Linked DNA regions of Ovis aries: region 2 is linked to region 1. The links are chromatin contacts, called in public Hi-C maps. All regions are on one chromosome and are shown on one strand. The core of a region is the stretch at or near the end of the contact, and the rest is flanking DNA. Distances in the headings are between cores, read along the strand shown.

Region 1 (5,948 bases), core at 2,314-4,813:
ACACAGCCCTTCACTAAGGACCCCTCACCTAAACCACCACCCATTTCCCCTCTGCCTCCTCCCTCCCCGGAAGGCAATCTCCTGCTCTTCTTCACGACAAAACTCCACTCCAGTCTCAACAGTCTCTCTGTGACTTCCTCCTGGGTCTCCCCCGAAACACAACACATTTTAGCAAGAAAACATCTTACACCATATCTCACTTACACCATCTCACTTAAGGATAAAGTAAGTCCACTGTTTTTTAACCAGTATACTGAACTCACTGAAGGAAGACCTGAGACACATCTGAAGGGTAATGTATTAGGCAACAGACACTTGAACTGAAAGGTTCTCAGCTGCAAATCGCAAGGTGCCTGACACTATGCAAATCTACTTGGTTTTGTTGTTAGTTATGGGCAGTGGCAAACGTTTAACAGCTGGCTCTCCTGAGAAAAAGGCCCAGAATTGTGGCCTTTGCCAATATTCATAGTATTAGTAGTACTCCAATCATATCAGATTTCAACTACCAACTTGACTTCAACCAACTCCCCAAATTCTGAAAACGTTGTGAGCTAGCACAACCATTGATGATGCCAGGACAGACCAAAGTAAATATAAATATTATTTATTTTAAATTTGAATATGTAAAATTGGCAAAAAAATACAAGCAGCTCACGACTTTCTTTTTAAGCTGCAGGCACAGATAATTAACCCACATATGTAAACTGATATTGTCAATGAAAAAAAAAAAATTGTTCAACTTATAATCAAGGTGTCCATGTATGCCACTGTCCAAACTAGGGCTTCTAAGAGTGAAAGGGAGTAATACTAATAATTATACCACACAACAGGAGTAAATGAAGATTGTGACGGTTACACCAGTACATGCAGCTTCTTACTTTTTAGATGCACTAACAGTAACATATTAATGGCAGAAAGCGAAGAGGAACTAAAGAGCTTTTTGATGAAGATGGAAGAAGAGAGTGAAAAAGCTGGCTTAAAACTCAACTTCAAAAAGAAAGATCCTGGCATCTGGCTCCATCACTTCATGGCAAACAGATGGAGAAAAAATGGGAACAGTGACAGATTTCACTTTGGGGGGCTCCAAAATCACTGAGGATGGTGACTATTGCCATGAAATTAAAAGATGCTTGCTCCTTGGAAGAAACACTGTGACAAACCTAGACAATGTATTAAAAAGCAGAGACATCACTTTGCCCACAAAGGTCCATATAGTCAAAGCTATGGTTTTTCCAGTAGTCATGTACGGATGTGACAGTTGGATCATAAAGAAGGCTGAGTGCTGAAGAATTGATGCTTTCAAACTGTGGTGCTAGAGAAGACTCTTGAGAGGCCCTTGGACAGCACAGACATCAAACCAGTCAATCCTAGAGGAAATCAACCCTGGATATTCACTGGAAGGACTGATGCTGAAGCTCTAATACTTTAGCCACCTGGTGCAAAGAGCCAACTCACTGGAAAAGATCCTGATGCTGGGAAAGACTGAGGGCAAGAGGAGAAGGGGGCAACAGAAGACAAAATGATTGGATGACATCATTGACTCAATGGACATGAGTTTGAGCAGACTCTGGGAGATAGTGAAGGACAGGAAAGCCTGGCGTGCTGCAGTTCATGGGGTCTCAAAGAGTCGGACATGACTTAGTGACCGAACAACAATAAATAGTAACTTCTTTCCAAAGGGCTCCTCAAGAAGGCTTAATATTTAATGGTTAAAAAAAATTTTTTAAGATACTTTTTATTTATGTAAATATATTCATCCATCTCAGTATGTAACTTGTTGAGTACCATGGGTGACTACTGTGCTTGAGGGATGCACACACAATTCCTGACCTCAGAGAGCTTAAATTCCTCTGCAGAGGGTGACATAAGTGCCTACAGGTGTGAGAGTGAGTCAAGTGTCACAGCCACGCAGAAGACCACGAAGTCTGAGGTGACAAGGAAAGTGGAGATGAGGGGGAAGCTGAGGAAAGATTCCTGAAGCAAAGCTGTGCAGAGGGCATTACACATACAGACCAAAGGGGAGCAGAAAGCTTGGGGGGGGGGATTGGGGGGAGAAGGGGCATGGGGTGCAGTGTGGTGACAAAGTGTTAGTCACTCAGTAGTGTCTGACTCTACAAACCCATGGACTGTAGCCCGCCAGGATTCTCTGTCCCTGGAATTCTTCAGGCAAGAATACTGGAGTGGGTGGCTATTCCCTTCTCCAGGGGATCTTCCCGACTCAGGGATCCAACCCAGGTCTCCTGCATTGCGAGCAGATTCTTCACCGCCTGAGCCACCAGGGAAGCAGAGATTATAATGATCTGCAACAGCATACTGGGCAACTGAACACAGGCTGAAACAGTCTGCACAAAATAATGCTTCAGGAAAAGTCATCCTGATGCCACAGTGGATTGGAGGAGGCAGAGACACCGGTCAGAAGGCTTCTCCAATACTCTGGGATCGATGTAGAAAGATTATGATTAAGGTGGTAGCTAAGGAATGAAAAAAGTTTGCACAAACATCTTCTATAATTGTCTTCATATATGTAAAAGGATGTATGAGCTTTATGTGTTAACCAATTAACGCACCTTCAATGTCTTAAAAAATCAGATTTACGCAGAAACGTTAGAAGGGTATTAAATACTGCATTCATCCCACTGAAATGATAATCTGTTGACAAAGCTGAAAAACGGGCAGTTTACCTGTTACAATCCTGAATACAGCCACTGCAGTTTCCGTCTTTGAGGTAACATGCTGCTCTATTTGAATATAAGATACTTAGATCGGCTGCACTTCCACTTCCTAAAAATCACATTTAATTAAATAGTTACAATCCATTGGCGGAATCACAGTTCAGCAGAAGACTGAGGTCTCCCGCGGCACCACGGTCCTACACCCGCGGCTAACGCGGCTGCGAGCAGCTGCCGGGGCCCGCTCCGGCCAGAGGCCAAGCCCGTGACCGGCAGCTGCCCACGCGCCCCGCCCCGGGCACACGCGGCGCGCCCCGAGGTTCGGCCGCATCCGCCCTGCCCTCGGTTTCCAGGAAGGGAACGGACGCAGTGGGCGCCTGTCATTCGCAAGGGGCCGGGGAGACCGCCGGGCGCAGCTCACTCACCTGCGGGCTCCAGCTGCGCGATTGCCGCCGAGTACTTGAGCGCCGCCTCGGAGAACTGCCCATTCTGAAAGAGCTCGTTGCCCTGGCTCTTCAGGGCGGCGGGGCCCATCGGGGCAGGGGGCACGGGCGGGGGCGCGTCGGGTCCCGGGGACGCGCCGGCCGCGGGCTCCCCGGCGCCCCGCCCGCCGCCCGGCTGCCCGTTGGCGCCGCCCGCCGGGGCCCGGGCCCGCGGTCGGTCCCGCTTGTCCGCGCCGGCCCCTGGCGCCCGGCCCCGCCGCGGCGCGCCCCTCTCCGGCCGCTTGCCGCCCTCTCTCCTGCGCGTCAGCTTCTTCTGGATGTTGCCCATGGCGCGCGGCTCGGCGGCGCTCCCGGCTCCCGCCGGCTCCGCCGCCTCTGTGGGGAGTGGATGCGGGAAGTGACTGTTTGCATCATCGGGAGCAGCTACCGCCGAGGCCGCGGCAGTGCCGGCGCGGGGGCGGGGTCGCGGGCGAAGCCGGGAGGAGCCGGCCCGCCCCTCGCCGGGAGCCGGGCAGTTCCGGCGCCGCTGGGGGCCGGTCCGCCCCGAGGGCTGAGCACCGGAGGCCGCGCTCCTGTGGAACCAGAGGGTTTCCGGGGCTGAGGACTCAAGTAAAGCCCGGACTTAACTCTTCGAACGCCGAAGAGCTTGGGATGTGAAAACCGGCATTTCAAACATCATTCCCTTCATCACAGCATACGTGTCGAGGTAGACCTTACATAATTTGTACTTTTCTTCCGCTTAACAATTTACAAATGAATGAATGAAGTTACTAAGACTTGAATACAACTGCACTCCCAAGTTAGGGTACCCTTTCCTTCTGTTAAAGAACTGGGAGAAGATAACTTTTTCAAATTATCTTTTTCAAATAATCAAAAAATTATCAACTTTTTCAAATTATCAAGTCCAAGTGATTTTTAAGGCATTTAAAAATGGTTTTAGCAAGGAACTCACATAAAACAGCCACCTAGTTTTTAAAGTGAACCTTAAAAAGTCAGTAAAATTTCCATTACAGTACCTTACTCCAAGGTAAAAATTCCTCTGATCTTGATTGAAAGATTTCAAGTATTTATCAGAGCTTTAATAATTGATTATTGAACTGATTTTTAACTATGAAAATAAGTATTTCATTGATGGGTGTCTAAATATTTAAAACAAAGCAATTCATCATTTCAAAGCACTAACTGCAGAGACTTCCCAACTTTCTCTTGTAACAAATTCTCATCTAATTTTTAATGAATGTATTTCCCATTCTGTTTCATGAATGTTAAAGCCAGAATCTGAAGCACAGATGAAATAGAAAGCAACAAGTACATAAATGAAAATCAGTGAATAGATGATGGTCACCTTAAGGCAAGCAATGAGCTTATCAGTTCAGTTCAGTCGCTCAGTTGTGTCCAACTCTTTGCAACCCCATGAATCGCAGCACGCCAGGCCTCCCTGTCCATCAGCAACTCCCAAAGTCTACTTAAACTCATGTCTAACGAGTCAGTGATGCCATCCAGCCATCTCATAGCATATTGGGCACCTACTGACCTGGGGAGTTCCTCTTTCAGGATAGAGTTCCTCTATCATTTCGCCTTGTGAGAGGGCATCAGAGGGCAGACACACTGAAACCATAATCACAGAAAACTAGCCGATCTGATCACACGGACCACAGCCTGTCTAACTCAATGAAACTAAGCCATGCCGTGTGGGGCCACCCAGGATGGTCGAGTCATGGTGGAGAGGTCTGACAGAATGTGGCCCACTGGAGAAGGGAATGGCAAACCACTTCAATATTCTTGCCTTGAGAACCCCATGAACAGTATAAAAAGGCAAAATGAGTGTATAAAAGCAAACTAAATAGAGTTTTCCTGGCTCAGACAGTAAAGCGTCTGTCTGCAGTGCAGGAGACCCGGGTTCGATCCCTGGTTTGGGAAGATTTCCTGGAGAAAGAAATAGCAGCCCACTTCAGTATTCTTGCCTGGGAAATCCCATGGATGGCGGAGCCTAGTAGGCTACAGTCCATGGGGTCGCAAAGAGTCGGACACAACTGAGCAACTTCACTTTCACTTTTCCATACAGCAGAATGACATTCAATTTTGGATCACTAACCAAAAGAGGCTTAATTATTAAAACAAAAGATGATCTTGTAATACTGATAAATCCCTAGATTGAACCCAATAGAATTATTACAGCAAGGCTCTAGTACTCTTCATCTGGTACTTGCTGCTCAGGTTCCACCCAGAATAAAAATGGACGGAAGCATAAATCAGTGTCAGAAGAAATGATGAGCAGCTAGAATTGTTTTCTGTTCCCTTGGGTGTCATCCACTCATGTCTGACCAATACTGTTACTAAACAGCTGCTATTTATTTAAAACTTAATATGAGTCAGGACCTTTACATACATTATCATTAACCTTCATACCAAGTATTATCCCCACATTACAAATGAAGAGAGAGAGACACAAGGAGAAGACTAAGGAATTCCCTCAAGCATGAAGAGCTAGAAACCAACGTAACTGGGATTCAGGATCCAGAGGAAATGAAATGAATGCTGTACCTCTTTCCTTAAGATTGAAATGCCCCTGAAATTTCCCTGCACAGGTAAGCAGAGGCCCAGGCACGAAAGACCTGTGAGTCCTGGGGGCTATTTAGCTCCCTGGAAGACCTTCCAGAGGAGTCATTCAGAAGATAGCTCCAAATATAGATCAGAGGAGGCCTTATCTGGAAGACACTGACTTGGGAATTGCGAGCATAATAACAATCATCGAAGAAGTTTGGTGGATGTGGAAGGAGTCACTGAGATCTTCCAAAGGATCCCTGAGAAATACAACACTTAAAAAGATGATTAG
Region 2 (5,948 bases), core at 2,324-4,823, 56 kb after region 1:
AAATTGGCAGACTGAAACAAGATTTTTTAACGCTTACCTGAGCACACAAAGAATTTTTTCCAAGTGTTTAACATCTGAACATTTTTCAATATACTTGAAATCCAAATGTTCAACAGGAATTTTAAATGTTTTTGTTGTCCCGAAGCCCCACAATGATGGATAATCTTTGGTGGCCATAGCTGAAATGTAGTGTAGGAAAACAGTTATGAATCTTATATAGTAAAACTCAATTTGGATAGTAGTAACCATCTAGGTACTTCTGCAATGTTTATTTTTCATTTCTACAGAAAAGGAGATGGAGTATTTCTTTTTTTTAATGTGAACCATTTTAAAAGCTTTTCATTTAATTTGTTACAAGACTGCTTCTGTTTTGGTTCTTTGGTTTTAAGACATCTGGGATCCTAGCTCCCTGATCAGGGATCATACTGGCACCCCCCTGCAAAGTCTTAACTATTGGATCGCCAGGGAAGTCTCTGGAGTATTTCTTCTAAGGAGGAAGCTCATTGTAAACTCTGTCTTATAAGAGCAGTTAGCATTCATGGGGCTAAATTACTATCTACCACACATAGATTAGCTTCCTTAATTCTCACTTGAGCAAAATTGAAATGTAATAACAAAGCAAGATTTGGTGTGTAGAGGAAAAATCTTTTTCTTCTACCAATTTGGGTTCAGTACCTGAGGCCAATAATTCATACCGACAAAAGATATCAACAGGAGAAAAGGTTTATTTTATATACTCCTGGAGGCTTCACAGAAAAGTGAAAACTCAAAGAAACCGCTACCTCTGGGAACCTATGTATCATTTTAACAAAGTGTGATAAATTGTGTAGAAATGATTAGACAAAGGAAAAAGGGTTTTGGCTTCTAGAAAGTAAATATATGGAAAAACTAATGGAAGATGAGTTATTTTAATGAGGGTTGTTTCTGCAGACTCACCTCAGTGCTGACTGTCCATCTGCTGTGATAAGGATTGTACTCCTCACCTTGGGATGAGAGGAGAGGAGGGAACACCTTCATAAAGGGAAATTTATGTCCTGCTGTTAGGCAGAAAAGGAGAAGGCAGAAAGTTTTTTCTGCGTCTGCTCTTATTTGCCTTCTGCTCAAAATAATCCTTATGCCAAAGTGGCCAACTTGGGTGTAGTGTGCGTATTCTGATCCTCTTTAGTGCTCAAGCTGCTTTCTTAAGGTATCTTTGAACATTGATTTTGGTATCTCCTACTTTAGCTGTTCACATCCTAATTGTTTTTTTGATTCCGTACAAACATAAATAATCTCCTTTCTGTAATTCTGCATCGTCTTCTTCCACATTCCCTGCCTCCTTACATTCTCAGTTGCCCACTCCCATCAATGAACAGCTGCCAGGCCTAATATGTTCTAAAGGAACTCTGCACATACCTCTCTCGTACCATATAGCAGATATCCAAATTCTATTTCTTTGTCTTCTCTTCTAGATTGTGAGAGATTTTACCTAACTCATCTCAGAGCTTCAGAACTAACATAGTAAGTAGTGTCTCATATCCCTTAAGAAATACCTGCTAAATTCAACTGAATTGGGAATATGATGGCCTTGGATAGCTTCACTCTACTGATATGCTGCTAATGATAGTGTCAATAACAGCAACAAACACATTAATTCTTAATGAACTTTGCATATATTATTATTTTGTTTAATCCTTCAACTACTGTATCAAGTATGTTTTAAACAGAGAGCAGTAATAACAGTTAACATTTATGAAGCTAAATTTCTATGTCATGAATTATGTCAGTCCTCAAGACCACTTTCATGAAAGATATTACTTCCTTTTTACAGATGAAGAAGGTGATGTTTCAAGTATATAAATTGCATATGGTCATATAACTATTAAGTAGTGAACTGAAGAGTTGAACCTCAGGCCACTACAGAGCCCACATACTTAACTGTCATACTTAATTGTGCTTTTCAAATCACAGGTGGCAACTCATGAAATCAACTTAGTCAGCTGCAATCAGGAATAAAATCAGACTACCTGACACTAACCATTAAATACTGTTTCACAGAAACTTTTATTTCATGCCTATATAAAGAAATGATAAATACAGGCATATATAAATGCACACACAAATGTGTATATAAATGTTGCAAAGTAAAATGTATACATAATGAGTTATATTGTCAAAGTTTTTTTTTTTTTTAAACACTGCACTAAAACACACTGGGTGATAAATTTTAAAACAAGTAGCAATAAGTCTAATCCATAAGGAATATTCCCTTCAGCATGCCTGCCCTCTGAATCTGATCATACATCAGACCCCTGCAGAAAAAGGATGCACTGTCAGCATCTCCATATTCCTGCTGGCTTTGACTTGGGTACAGAATATAGATGACAGTTTGTCAGCTTTTGAATGAGGTCCAGCGAGGAAGTGAGAATATGGCTTTCACACCATAACTAGCAGGGCCCAGTAGGATGGTCTCCCATCACAAGGGTAGCCTTAATGGTGGAAGTTACAAGAAACCAAGTGAAGAACTTTAAAATTATTGATGCTGCCCAGAATAGAATGAATTGTCTGTAGGACATTTTTTTCCCAAGAGCTGGAGGATATTTGATGGGAGGATTTAAGCACCTAACAGGATTAAAATAGATTACCTTCAATTAAAGGAATCTTGAAACCCCTGAGGTTTTATGATTTGAATAACACATAGTGAAAAACGTTAGAAATGATAAAGACACCGCTTACCTAATTAAGAGAATTTCAACATAAACCCCGTTTTAACGTTTCTGAGAATCTTTTTTGAAAACTACCATGTGGAGGACTGCGGTGGGGAGGAGACACATTCTCAAGATCAATAAATGTTAACTCTCAAACTCCAAAAAACAAGTTATACTTTACTTGCTCCTGTTAGAACTCTTCCACATCTGCTTGCAACTTGTATCTGATTAGGAAAGTTGTGGTCCTAGTTGGGGTTAACTTCTCCACCATCCTAACTCACATCCATTTCCCACATTTACTCATCAGTTTGTCACTAATACCTCCAGCGCAAACTGCAATACGCTAGTAACAGGAAACACTGTTTTGACTTCCACCTTCGCACGTTCTCCCCAGCATCCACAAGGCTGGGCGCCACCTGCAGCCGGAGACCGAAAGGAAACGGCATCCTCCAGCCCGTAGCAACGGTTTCTATGTACAGCGCGACCAGAGAGGACAGCGGGCTCAGGGCCTGCCCGCGATCCCGGAGCTTCTACAGCCAACCCGCAGCGGTCAGGGGCCACTTCAGGACTCTTATGAATAATTTCTCTCTATTCCCCGGCTTTGTGGCCGGGGAATAGCACTAGTGGCCGCCACCGGAGACCTTGCCCCAACACCCGCCAACTTCAGCCCCGAGAAACAAAAGGCCCCAATTTCTTCCCCGACTGAGAAGGCTGTTCATCCCGAGCTTCCTCCCTACTTCAGAGTCTATCTTTCACCCCGCCCCCCGGAGGGAGGGATTGCGATGGGGAGATGTAGTTTACTCCTGGGCGCACATACTCACCTGGTTCAGACTCCAAGCCGTGCAGAGGACCCAGCCACACACCGTATCAGCCTCGCTCAGGCACCCGGGGAGGGGCGCGCCGCTCCGCCCCGCCCCTGCCCACACCGCCCCTCCACAGACCCAGAGCTTGAGGCGGACCGCCGCGGGCGGGGTTGAGAGCCTCTGCGTGACGACTGGCTAGTCTCCGGTTTGCCATCCACTGATTGGCCTTGCAGACCCAGCTTCACTCAGACACAGGATAATTAAACAGGAGTTGCAATTACACGTACTCAGAAAATTTCTTTTCACGCACACTTTATGGTTTTTTCTGGTCATAATTGTGTACAGAAACAATCAAGCTGAATAAACAAGATAAACACCAACTCGCAAGTAAATAGACTATGTTGGCAAATTAAAAACATCACTATCATCTTCATAAAGACATTCCATCCAAGAATATATAGATGGATTAGAAAGTAAATGTGAAATCTTTCACAGATTAAAAAAAAAAGAGAGAAAAGATGAAAAAGTTAGGTCAATGAGTCTAAACTAGATTTAAAAGATCTAGAGAGAGAATACTGAGGATCAGTTCAGTTCAGTCGCTCAGTTGTGTCCGACTCTTTGCGACCCCATGAACTGCAGCACTCCAAGCCTCCCTGTCAATCACCAACTCCCATTGTCCATTGAGTCGGTGATGCCATCCAACCATCTCATCCTCTGTCATCCCCTTCTCAAACTGCCTTCAATCTTTCCCAACATCAGGGTTTTTTCAAATGAGTTAGCTTTTCGCATCAGGTGGCCGAAATACTAGAGTTTCAGCTTTAACATCAGTCCTTTCAATGAACACCCAGGACTGATTTCCCTTAGGATGCACTGGTTGGATTTCCTCCTAGTCCAAGGGACTCTCAAGAGTCTTCTCCAACACCACAGCTCAAAAGTATCAATTCTTCTGGGCTCATTTTCTTTATACTCCAACTCTCACATCCATACCTGACTACTGGAAAAACCATAGCCTTGACTAGATGGACCTTTGTTGGCAAAGTAATGTCTCTGCTTTCTAATATGGTGTCTAGGCTGGTCACAACTTTCCTTCCGAGGACTAAGTGTCTTTTACTTTCATGGCTGCAGTCACCTTCTGCAGTGATTTTGGAGCCCAAAAAATAAAGTCAGCCACCATTTCCAGTTTCCCCATCTATTTGCCATGAAGTGATGGGAGCAGATGCCATGATCTTCATTTCCTGAATGCTGAACTTTAAGCCAACTTTTTCACTCTTTCACTTTCATCAAGAGGCTCTTTAGTTCTTCACTTTCTGCCATAAGGGTGGTGTCATCTGCATATCTGAGGTTATTGATATTTCTCCTGGCAATCTTGATTCCAGCTTGTGCTTCCTCCAGCCCAGGGTTTCTAATGATGAATTCTGCATATGTTAAATAAGCAGAGTGGGTGATGATATACAGCCTTGACGCACTCAAGGAAAAGGAGTACATCAAGGCTGTATATCGTCATCCTGCTTATTTAACTTATATGCAGAGTACATCATTAGAAACACTGAACTGGAAGCACAAGCTGGAATCAAGATTGCCGAGAGAAATATCAATAACCTCAGATATGCAGATGACACTACCCTTATGGCAGAAAGTGAAGAGGAACTAAAGAGCCTCTTGATGAAAGTGAAAAGAGGAGAGTGAAAAAGTTGGCTTAAAGCTCAACATTCAGAAAACTAAGATCATGGCATCTGGTCCCATCACTTCATGGCAAATAGATGGGGAAACAGTGGAAATGGTGGCTGACTTTTTTGGGGGCTCCAAAATCACTGCAGATAGTGACTGCAGCCATGAAATTAAAAGACGCTTACTCCTTGGAAGGAAGTTATGACCAACCTAGACAGCATATTAAAAAGCAGAGACATTACTTTGTGAACAAAGTCTAGTCAAGGCTACCTTTTTCCAGTAGTCATGTATGGACATGAGAGTGGGGCTATAAAGAAAGCTGAGCGCAGAAAAACTGATGCTTTTGAACTGTGGTGTTGGAGAAGACTCTTGAGAGTCCCTTGGACTGTGAGGATATCCAACCAGTCCATCCTAAGAGAAATCAGTCCTGGGTGTTCATTGGAAGGACTGATGTTGAAGCTGAAACTCCAACACTTTGGCCACCTGATGTGAAGAGCTGACTCATCTGAAAAGACCCTGATGCTGGGAAAGATTTAGAGCAGAAGGGGATGATAGAGGATGAGATGGTTGGAGGTCATCACCGACTCAATGGACATGAGTTTCAGTTAACTCTAGGAGTTGGTGATGGACAGGGAGGCCTGGCGTGCTGCAGTCCACGGGGCTGCAAAGAGTCAGATACAACTGAGGGACTATACTGAACTGAACTGAATACAATCATCTGTGCAGAAACTGTAACGGTGTGAATAGCTAACATTTATTACTTTAAGAGTTTTTATCTTGCAGCAAATGT

Evidence for each region. A called contact is a pair of places that touch in the nucleus more often than the background predicts.
Region 2: a Hi-C map of hypothalamus shows a contact between it and region 1, with 2.0 times the contacts expected there. The contact joins the promoter of SPAG1 here to the enhancer-like site in region 1. A contact is called at or near these places in 3 of 16 Hi-C or Micro-C datasets (hypothalamus, liver and tail adipose tissue).

What each region holds. Positions count from the first base shown.
Region 1 is chr9:77,085,543-77,091,490 of ARS-UI_Ramb_v3.0, forward strand. It overlaps SPAG1 (sperm associated antigen 1), which reads right to left. Exons shown (of 18, transcript XM_060393896.1): 11 at 3,095-3,487; 12 at 2,682-2,781. Among named protein-coding and RNA genes, the nearest start is that of SPAG1, 57 kb to the right of the region's middle. Within about 2 kb of position 3,564, at least 24 of the 54 cell types and tissues checked have an H3K27ac peak or open chromatin away from gene starts, as enhancers often do. A contact at or near this core is called in hypothalamus, liver and tail adipose tissue, where this site is marked.
Region 2 is chr9:77,141,591-77,147,538 of ARS-UI_Ramb_v3.0, forward strand. It overlaps SPAG1 (sperm associated antigen 1), which reads right to left and starts at 3,574. Exons shown (of 18, transcript XM_060393896.1): 1 at 3,509-3,574; 2 at 38-179. The coding sequence starts at 177.